2 separate regions of the Sus scrofa genome follow, and region 1 is linked to region 2. Evidence: chromatin contacts called from public Hi-C data. All regions are on one chromosome and are shown on one strand. Each heading gives the region's core, a stretch centred on a gene start, on an enhancer-like site or on the middle of the called end of the contact. The rest is flanking DNA. Distances are from core to core; before and after follow the strand shown. Region 1 holds the start of FSD2 (fibronectin type III and SPRY domain-containing protein 2). Region 2 holds the start of HOMER2 (homer protein homolog 2).

Region 1 (5,274 bases), core at 552-3,051, 140 kb before region 2:
GGGGCTACTCTGTATCCAGCCCTGTGCTGAATGCTGGACAAACCCAGGCAGGTAAAGAGCTGGATCTGGACCCATTTTTCCATGAAGCCACACCAGACCAAGGAGCAGCCCAGCTAAAAAGAAATAACACATTTCCACGTGCTACCAAAAGGGAGAACCCCAGAATTCTGTATTACCAATAAATCATCCTGATAAATTCTTTCAACCAATGGCCGGAATGTGAAACACTAAATTGAACTGTTGAACAAGCAAGAAGACTGGAAAACACGGAGCACAGATAATGATAAGAACAAGTTCTTCCATGCTGGCATCTGCCCTGTGAATACACTGACACAAATCAGTCTGGGAGCTTGGCAGCAAAGGAGGACTTAGCAACACACCGCAGAGGTGACACTCACTTTCCCCCTCAACATCCAAACCCTTAACAAAATATTCAGAATTGGGGGAGAAAGGAACATTAACAGTAAATTGTCATTTTATAAATGATAAAACTGAGGCTTAGAGAAATATAGTAATAAATCATAGTAAAGAATATAAAGATATATAAAGAATATGATGGATAGCTTCTACTCTATGCCATTGATCTGCAGTTAAAAAAATAAAGACTTCTGCTCAAGTCTTATATGGGAAGTATGCTTTAATTAGAAAAGTCTCTGGAGGTTCCCATTGTGGCTCAGCAGTAACAAACCCAACTAGTATCCATGAGGACTCAGGGTCAATCCCTGGCCTTGCTCAGTGGGTCGAGGGTCCGGCGTTGCCGTGAGCTGCTGTGTAGGTCATAGACATGGCTCAGATCCTGCGTGTCTGTGGCTGTGGTGTAGGCCGGCAGCTGCAGCTCTGATTCTACCCCTAGCCTGGGAACTTTCACATGCAGCAGGTGTGACCCTAAAAAGCAAAAAATAAAAAAATAAAAAATACATTTTTTAACTTTTAATGGGTCGTGGGTACCTCTGAGAATCTACTGAAAGCTGTGAATTCTCTTTCCAAAAGTGAGCCCAGAAAGGCACAAACATAATTTTGTACATAATTTTAGGAGCTCACCCATGTAGCCCCTGGCAATTTTGGAGCCAGAGCTAGAAACTTGCTTTAAACTGTTAGCTGTATGGTTTTACAAAATGGTTCAAATCAGCACAGTTCACACCTAAAAACTTTCTATGGGAGGACAGGGTGTGCATAACAAGTGAAAAATGATGTTGATGCTGTTTTTCAGTATTTGAATCAAAGCATAAAATTATGATTTGTCAGCACGCACATGCAGATTGAAATAAAAGGTATTTATCAACCGAATACCATAGTCAAATGACATCAACATTTAGAGTTTCAAACCATTCTAACAAATGGGAACCCGCACCAAAAATACCCTAAAGACGCATTCTACTGGTTGCAAAAATCGCCAGCCTTTCTGTCTGCATCTGAGGCTTTCATACCCTGTACCAACCCCACATTCAGTAAAGCTGAACCCTGGCTGCAAGAAGGCACAGGAAATAGTCACACTGTTTATTGCAATGTACACCTGCAATTTCAGATGATCTCTCTTCCCATCTAAAGGAAAGGCATTGTAGCACTCCATTACTGAGTTTCTAATAGTATTAATTTGCATTAGAAAAATAACAACTCTTCAAAAACTTGCCTGCTAATTTAAGGATCCATACATTTTTCTTTTAACTCGGAGGCTCCGGGTAACTACTAGAAAACTGCATCCACGGTCAGCAGGCTTTCCCTCTGGGTGACCTCTGTACGCCCGGCAGGCTGCCCCTGCCTGTTCTACCCCAGAGTCCTACAAGTGGGGCAGCAAAGGCAGGGGTAACACGAGCTGGCTCTGGCTGCAAATAGCAACAGGCCTGCCTGAGTGGAAGCCCAAATATAGACCTGCCACTGCTTACTGCTCAAGTGTCACCAGGGTAGGTCACATGTAATAAATGTTACTTCATTTACTGTGGGGATTTGAGTGCTGTGGCTCTACCCAGGGACTCAGGTGGCTGGGCATGTGTAGAGGGCAGGGGGCTGTCACTGTGAGGTTGGGAGGGCAGCTGCAGGCCACACAAGAGAATGGACTCTGAGAGGCCAAATGCTGTGCACCTTCCACCTGGCCTGAGGGGCAGGAATTACTCCCCTCTCTGGAGAAAAATCCAGCAGACTGGAGTTCCCCTTGTGGCTCAGCAGAAACTGGTATCCATGGGGACACCGGTTCAATCCCTGACCTCACTCAGTGAGTGGGGGATCCAACCTTGCCATGGGATGTGGTGTGGGTTGCAGATTCAGCTCAGATCTGGCGTTGCTGTGGCTGTGGTGTGGACCGGCGGCTGCAGCTCCACTTCAATCCCTAGCCTGGGAACCTCCATATGCCATGGGTGGGCCCTCAAAAGATTAAAAAAAAAAAAAATTCAGCAGACCCATGACCTTCTGCTCCCTCTTAGGTAACACACTTGAAGGCATAGTCTCCATTTGGTAATACAGTCCAGTCCAGTACATTCACTAAAAAGTCAAATTTAGCTTAGCCAGCATTGAAACCTTCTCCCCTTCCCAGCTTAGGCCTCTGGAGCTGGAAGTCTGCCCTGAAAAACGAGGGATGAGGTGGCGCTCTTCTTCCCACACTTTCTCCCTGAGCTCTGGCTTGTCTGCCACAGGCAGGAGGCGTTAAGGTGATAAGACAACTCCTATGTGTGCTGGTGCCACAGACGATGCTAGCTTCTAGCCCTTTGTGGCAGGCAGATGCTTAGAGCTTTGTTTATCCCTCTAAGCTTGTATACACCTCTGGGGTTTCCCATTATGGAGCCCTTTCCCATGGAGTTTCCACGTCCCTCTATTCTAGGCGGTTCCCTGCACTCCTCCTCCAGGCCCTGGTGAGCCACCTCCAAGATTTCTCAAATGAAGTCTCCTCACCCATGCAGCTCATTCTCTTAGGCTGAATCTAGGTGGCTCCTTGCTGGCTCTGTCTTCCTGCTGGCCCACATCTCGAGCTTGGGAAGCAGACGGCATCCTAGGTCCTAGTAAACTCTGGGATGCAGGTGATGCCAATGCAGCCACTTCCCTTGGCTCTGCCACTGAAGCAGCCAATCCTCTCCTCTCAGGCCACCATGCGCCCACCTGCAGGAAATAGAGCAAGCTCCCTGAAGTGTCCCTTTGAAGATGGCTCCACTGGGCTCACAGATCGGGGATGGGGTTCCAACCCTCCCCACAGTGCAACAACAGATCTCTCCAGAAAAATCACTCCAAAATGAAAGCAAAGTTTATCTCTTACGAGTTATTTTACTTTTCATAACTCCCAAACATCCTCTTTTCTTCACTCTGATCCCTTTTCATTTTCTCCCATTGGCAGAAAACATAAAGTGGGTTCTGGACCATCTCCTAAAAATCTGTATGTGGTGATCTGATCTCAGATTTTTACCTCTACTGCTTTTTGTGTGTGTGTGTGTGGGGGGGGCTCTCCTGTGGCATATGGGAGTTCCCAGGCTAGGGGGTCTAATCAGAGCTGCAGCTGCTGGCCTACACCAAAGCGACAGCAACACCTCATCTGTGACTTTATACCACAGCTCAGAGCAAAGCTGGATCCTTAACCCACTGAGCGAGGCCAGGGATCAAACGTGCATCCTCGTGGATATTAGTTGGGTTTGTTTCTGCTGAGCCACAGCAAGAACTCCTCATCTACTACTTTTTGAAGTTTTAATCAAAATTGCATTTTTAAAATACTTTTACTGCCAGGTAGCTATACAATAAAAATATTGGAAGCAAAATAAAATATTAAAAGCAAAAAATTTGAAAGAAAAAATTATGCAAAGATGTGTGTACAGGAATGTTCGCCAGGGTATTACCTATACTGGCAGAAAACTGAACTTAATCTATTTCTACCAATATAGAATTCATTAAGCAAATCACAATACTGTCAACTTGATATTGACAAATATTAAAAATAATGTAGATGCCTATTATTTTAATGTAGATGATGCCTACAATATATTTGTAAGTAGAAAGAGTATGCAAAACATCATTACAGTATAATCATATATATATTCACAAATGTATACATACACACACAAAATGAAAGCAAGGTTTATCTCTTATGAGTTATTTTCCTTTCATAACTTTTCTATGTCTAGTTTTATAATATTATTCATACCTTTTATTATTTTTAAAAACTCTTTAGTTTTTATTGTAAAATAATATATAGTATTTGGCTTAGAAAAGAGCAAATACTACAAAAGAATCATAAAGGAAATGTAAGCCAGTCAGGCACCCCGGTAAAAATGATTAGGTTTGGTGTGTACTTTTCTGTTTTTTTTTTTTTTTTCCTAAGAATGTATACATTTATGCCCCTCTCACACAAAACAGAAATTACCTTTATAATTAGAAAGTCTGCTAATTTCATTTTGAAAAAGCAAATAATTTAGAACTACTAGAAAGGATTAAACAATATAACACAAATACGGTAAAAAGATATACTGTAAAGAATATACAAAACATATTAAAACAGGCTATTAAAGAATAAGTAAATCATTTTTAGCTAAAACGATAATGTTAAAAAATAGTTTGAGGGAGTTCTGGCCGAGGCACAGTGGGTTAAGAATCCGAGTGTAGCGGCTTGGGTCGCTGTAGAGGCGGGTGATTGGATCCCCAGCCAGGTGCAACAAGTTAAAGGATCCTGAGCAGCTGCCCAGCCCTGGAAACTTCCATATGCCCCGGGTGCAGCCTTTAAAAAAAAAAAAAAAAAAAAAAGTTTGAGGAAAAATAAATCTCTTTACCTAAAAGGTTATCTGTTCAAGAGGACTGAATAATAGCCAGAGCCGCTGTCTGGTATCCAGGACCCCACAATCCCCCTTCTCCCGGACAGATACAGGCAACGTTAGACTTTCCAGCTACATTCCACAGAGGTTCCTAGATGCCCTGGGATTATCTTCAGCGGGAGAGATGCCTAACGGTAGCTTTCACCTAGCTCTGTTTTTTATTTTTGTTGTTGTTGTTTGTCTGGGGATAATAACCAGTGCAAATCTGATTGCAGGCTTTCCCAGCCCCCAAACCTTCAAAAAGTCTTTCATTGGTTCCCGAATCAAACCCTCACAAACCTTGTGATGAAGGGTTCCTTCTCAGCTCCTTGTGCACCCCCTCCCTCCCCTCCGCCCTCTACCCCCACTAGCCTCTCAGTGCACTGGCAGGATGGGAGCGGACCTGTGTTGTATTTCTCAGTACACAGTGGGTAGAGACCAAGGCTGTCTTATTCCCTGTTGTATGAACAGCTCGAGCTCCAAGTCACACTCCCTCCCCACTGCAAATTACATC
Region 2 (5,488 bases), core at 2,754-5,253:
ACTTAAAGCCATGGGGGGTGGGTGGGGTGGGTAGGGGAAATGAGGTGCCAGGATGGGATCATATTACCTAGGAAGAGCGTGTTGACAGAGAAAAGGAACCAGGACCAGTCCCTAACCAACCCCATCACTCTGAGGTCAGACAAAGAAGTCATCAGGAAGGGGAGAGGAAACCCAGAGGAGAGGGGTGTCGAGGAGGAGGGAGCGGCCCTGGGGAAGGAAGGCTGCTGAGAGGGGGAGAGAGACAAGGACAGAGATCTGGTGACTGGCGACGTGTCCCCAGGCTGTGCCGGTGGAGAGGTGAGGGCAGAAGCTAGACTGGAGACTGTCAAGGGCTAACAAGTGGAAGGTGAAAGATACAAATGGACACGGTGTGTTTGGACATCTCTTTGAGATGCGTTCAGGTGAAGGGCAGCGAAGAAGGGTAAAATGAGAGATGCTGAAGCTGAGCTGTCCAATATGCGGCCCCCAGCCACTCATGGCTATTTACGTTTAAATAAATTAAAAATTTGGAGTTCCCGTTGTGGTGCAGTGGTTAACGAACCCGACTAGGAACCATGAGGTTGCGGGTTTGGTCCCTGGCCTTGCTCAGTGGGTTAACGATCGAGCGTTGCTGGGAGCTATGTGTGGTGTAGGTCACAGACGCGGCTCGGATCCTGTGTTGTTGTGGCTCTGGCATAGGCTGGTGGCTACAGCTCTGATTTGACCCCTAGCCTGGGAATCTCCATATGCCGTGAGAAGCGGCCATAGAAAAGGCAAAAAGACAAAAAAAAAAAAAAAAAAAAAAAATCCCTCCATGAAATAGTATGTATACATGTATGTGTAACTTGGTCCCCAGGCTGTATACAGCGGAAAAATAAATAAATAAATAAAAATACAAATCCCTAAGACTGAAAAAAAAAAAAAAAAAAAAGCAACAATAAATGCTGGAATGTGAAGTTGAAAAAAAAAGTGCCGCTTCGGCACGCCAGCCACATTTCCAGTGTGGTTGGTGGCAGCCGTCTTGGACCGTGCAGACACAGAACATGCTCATCAGTGTGGAAAGTTCGACTGGACAGCACGGAACGAAAGCATGTTTGCACACTGATGGGAAAGACCTTGGACAGAGAGGGAGACGGAATAGTGAGAAATGCGCCCTGCAAGAGGGATGAGATGGACAGTCCCCCAGGAGGGGCGAGCCTCTGGAGGGACAACAGGTGGGAAGGAAAGCACAGGGGCAGCGGCACGCGGGACTGCAGGCGTGGCAGGGAGCAAAGATTTTTCCTTGGTCTGTGGCTATATTTTGTCAATGAACATGTGTGTGCTGAGGAGAGAGAAGTCTGAGGAGGGGAGCAGGTATGAAACCGCTTCCCTGGGGAGGGAGAGCACAAGCTTACCCGGGAAACCACACACTAAATGCAAATGACTTCCCAGAAGCGGGAAATAGCAGTGAACATCTGAATGGGGAAAAGCATCTTAAGTGGGGAAGAGAGAAATTTGGAGTTTTGTTTTTTTTTTTTTTTTTCTCTTAAGTCTTGGTCATGTCTACACAGTAGAGCAATGACAAAGCTGCAAGGTTTCCTACTGGCTGCCCTTTTTGGTTCATCCCCCTCCATCCTACTCAACTCTCGGAAAGGATGACATTGGTTCTATTTTCGGTTAATATGGCTCCCTCCACCCTCCTCTGTCTGAAAGGCTTATCCAGCCCTTAGCTCCATCTCAATTTACAGCTATGGTTTGTACGTTCACATAAATTATAGAAGAGGTAGATATATTTAAAATGGCAGAAGTAGGTAGGAGTTACAAACCAGCGCTTTCTTACAAGAGTGAGTAACAGACATTTATCGGATGATGTTAAAATTACATGAAAGACATATTCTGTGTTTAAACAAAATCCCCAAGCTACTCCTCCCTCCCTCTCTACAAACAAAAATTATTTTCTGACATTTTCTTTAAGCTTTTATGAGTAAACATTTTCATTTCCACAGAACTATTTGATCTCAACCACAGAGTTTCAATATTTGTTTTTTGATCATGCAAGTGTGTTGGGCTGCTTTGGCTGGGGGGAGGGGTTCAGAGACCGTTAAAATTACCAAATTCCTTTTATCTTCCATCTTGAGACCTACATTTGCCAACTCTTTCTTCCCATACATTTTTTTTTTTTTTTAAATAGGAAATCTGAGACTCTCAAAGGCTCCTACTGTACAAAGAGCAGCCCTTTCATAGACAACTAACAGGTCACTGGAAATGTTACAGAAAAACTGCTTCCCAGCCAGGGTGCGCCTCTGGTAAAATCGCTCACAGCTTCTGTACATGTGAAAACTGGGCTGGCACCAATGCCTTAAGCAAATCTCCTGGCCCCTCTCTGTCCCCCATGATCTGTCCATGTTGGCCTGGAGTTCTCACACTTCCCTTCTCAGAATTCCTCTTGGTCTGCCTCTGGTTCCTCCAAACACTTTACAGACCCCACAGATAAGATTCACTGGGTAAGTAAAGGGACCTCAGAAACTTATCTGGAGTAAGGACAATAAAGCCACTGACCCATGGCAGGCCACCAGGACAATCTTTTTTTCCCCTTTCCACTCCTCACCAATGCCACACAGCAAAGCAAGCTCTCTAGACTCACCCAGCAGAAGTCTTTGGGTCACAAGAAGGTCTGTCTGAAGGGCACTAAGCTCAGCGGCAGGGCACAGAGAAATTCAGGGACTCTGGTTCACTCACCCAGCCCCACCCCCACGCCCACTGTCAGGCTGCCGATGGGCTCAAACCCTCATCAGTTGCCCAGCCTGGGAGAAGGTACCCAACCACTTCAGGCCTCGGTTTCCGCACCTGTGAAATGGGCAGAACAACCATTCCCTGAATATGCACAGCGCATCATCAATATGCGCTCACATCAGGAAGCAGATGTAAGGAGTTAATTGTGTTATTAGCACCGCGGCTCCCTGACTCACAGCACCTACTGCTCAGAGAGACGCCAAGGAGAAATCAATCCTGCTTTTTAAATTACTTTATATACTCAGAAGCATTAGTCACTTCGACAGAGTACTTCAACTTCTCTGAGCATCTACTCAGTTGTTTCAAAGACTGAAGCCTTACCTTGACTCCTCGCAGACTTCCATCATCCTCAGCCATCTCAAAGCAGACTCAAAGTCCACTATTCCTACGCTGAGATTATTATTACGTGGTTTGTTCCCTTTCCAGGAAAACTTCGATTTCCATTTTGTTTGTAATAAACCCAATTGTAGAGAAAGACAAACTGCTTCTTGGACTCCCAAACACAGGCCCTGGAGTTGATCGCGTCCGGAGCAAGGGGACCGCGGAATGGCCGAAGCACCGAGGCCGGCCAGGGTGCCTGTCCCCGCCCGGTGCCCCAGCGGCTGGGCTGCTTCGGAGGAGAAAGGCCACGGGTGCGGGGCTGAAAGTCCGCGCTCAGGCCAACGTGTCCCTGCCCCGTGCCCGCGAGCCCGGGCAGAGGGCGCGGGGTCGGGCGGCCCCAGGCTCTCCGGAGCCGGCTGCGCCCCGACTTCAGGCTCCCGGCTCGGGGCGCAAGGGCCCGCCGGCTCGCTGGGCTCCGAGCGGGGAGACGCGATCCGCGGCCCCGCAGCCCCTCTGGGGCTGCGCGCGGGGCGCGCGCGGCGCGGGCTCACTCACCCCATCTCCGGCGCTGCTCCGGCGGCCGCTCCGACGGGGCCTCTCGCGCTCGCTCTCCGCCCGCTCTGCAGCCGCTCCCGGCGCGGCACATGCGGCGGCCCGTGCGCGCCCGGCTTAGCCCCGGCGCCGCTCCATTCCGCGGGGCTGCGCGGCTGCCGCTGCCGCCGCCGCCGCCGCCGCCACCAGGCGCGGGCGGGCGGGGGCTGGGCCGCCGGGGGCTGGGCGGCCGCGCTCGGGCGGCGCCCGCCCCGCCCCGCTCCCCCCGCCCAGCTCCTTACGTAACCTCGTGGCCCCCGGGCCGCGGCGCCCAGCCTAGGGGCGGGGGGCGCGGCCGTGTGCGCGTGGTCCCTCGGCGCCCCTGCTGGGTCGTGCGCGCCTCTGGGGCAGCCCCTTTACGTTTAGGTTTGGTCATTGGCGCGCCCCCGCCCCTTGCCCACCTGGGGGCTTGGCGCCGCGCCTCAAGCGAGCATCCGGCCTGTGGGACTGAGTCCGGCTCGCAGCTGCGGGGGGAGGGGGCGTGGGCCTGGGGCGACGCTTAGTTTGCAGATGCGGGAAGGATGCCCCCAAGAGAAGAAGCGATTTGCCCAAGGTCACACATTCAGATCTGAGCTCAAGGTCTTCAGAATCTGAGATTGGCAGGGCCCCCTGTCGGTCCTTGAAGCCCAGTTATATTTTGCTGTCCATTGCCAGGTGTGGGTGGTTCAGGGTACCCCCGCCAAGAAATTCTGGAAACCATCGTGGCAGGGAGATCCTACACCCACAGCAGGTGTTCTGGGTTCTTCTCTGGGTAAAGATAGGATAGAGGTTCCCAACTAGAGGGTAATCGCTTTTCAGGTGGCTTAATCACCTTGGCTTAGAACAAGGGAAATGGAGATGGCAAAAGTGGAGCTTAAAGAAGAGCAGTCTCTTAATCCCCTTTCTGCACATCAGGTCCTGATCCCCTCCTAAAGGCCAGCAATGGGACTAACCTAACCTTCATCCTCTTTCTGGGCCTTTCACGGGATCATTTTCTGCTGAGAATATACTGCTCACCTGAGCCTGGGCAGTATTTTTTTTTAACTCGGGACAGTTAAAAAAAAAAAAAGTCAAGGAACAAGCCTATGGAGCAGGACTACCACTCCAACCTTACCCTCATCTCTCCTGGGACCCCAACTTGGCCTTAACCCTCAAGGTCTCCTCGTGGGGCTAGCAACCCCTATGTGTATTTTTCTCAATTACAAATCTGATCATATCGCTTTTCTTAAAATCCTGCAGTGGTTTCCCTCCCACTGTCTTTGGGATGAAGACAAGATACAGACATGCCTCCAAAGCCTTGCCTGTCGTGCCTCATCGCCCTCTCCAGCCATTTCTCCCTCATTCTTGCCCTTTGCTTTTTCGCCATCTGGCCGCCCTCTCTTCAGCCCATGCTGTTCCCTCAGCCTGGGAAGATTTTTTCCTCTCTTGTCTCTGACACCCCACCTCCCTTGCCTAGTAAATTTCTACTCATTTTCAGATCTCTGTTAAACTGTCACTTCCTTGTGGAACCTTTACTGCATGCCCCAGACAAGACTGTGAACTCTTGTACTTTCTCTTCATTGCACTTAACTGTTTGTAACCTATATTTGTGAAATTATTACTTTACTGTAGTCTCTCAGGCACATGTGCACACTCTAAGAAGCCATTTTTACCCATCATTGTATCTCCAATGCCTAGAATTGTGGCGGAAAGTCCTCCATAAGCATCTGTTGAATGAATGAATTAGCCAATAGGCCAGGCCACGGATACTCTGAATTGGTCAGGGTCTGTAAGCACAGATGAATCTGTTTATAGAGCCAGGACTGGATAAGCATTTGGTCCTGGAGGAAACTTAGCTGAATTCCAA

What was found. A called contact is a pair of places that touch in the nucleus more often than the background predicts.
Region 1: a Hi-C map of skeletal muscle shows a contact between it and region 2, with 4 times the contacts expected there. The contact joins the promoter of FSD2 here to the promoter of HOMER2 in region 2. A contact is called at or near these places in 1 of 47 Hi-C or Micro-C datasets (skeletal muscle) and 1 of 2 datasets of contacts at active chromatin or transcription factors (skeletal muscle).

Annotation. Positions count from the first base shown.
Region 1 is chr7:52,140,998-52,146,271 of Sscrofa11.1, reverse strand. It overlaps FSD2 (fibronectin type III and SPRY domain-containing protein 2), which reads right to left and starts at 1,801. Exons shown (of 13, transcript XM_021098895.1): 1 at 1,631-1,801.
Region 2 is chr7:51,999,768-52,005,255 of Sscrofa11.1, reverse strand. HOMER2 (homer protein homolog 2) reads right to left here and starts at 4,003. Exons shown (of 9, transcript XM_001927296.5): 1 at 3,628-4,003. The coding sequence starts at 3,632.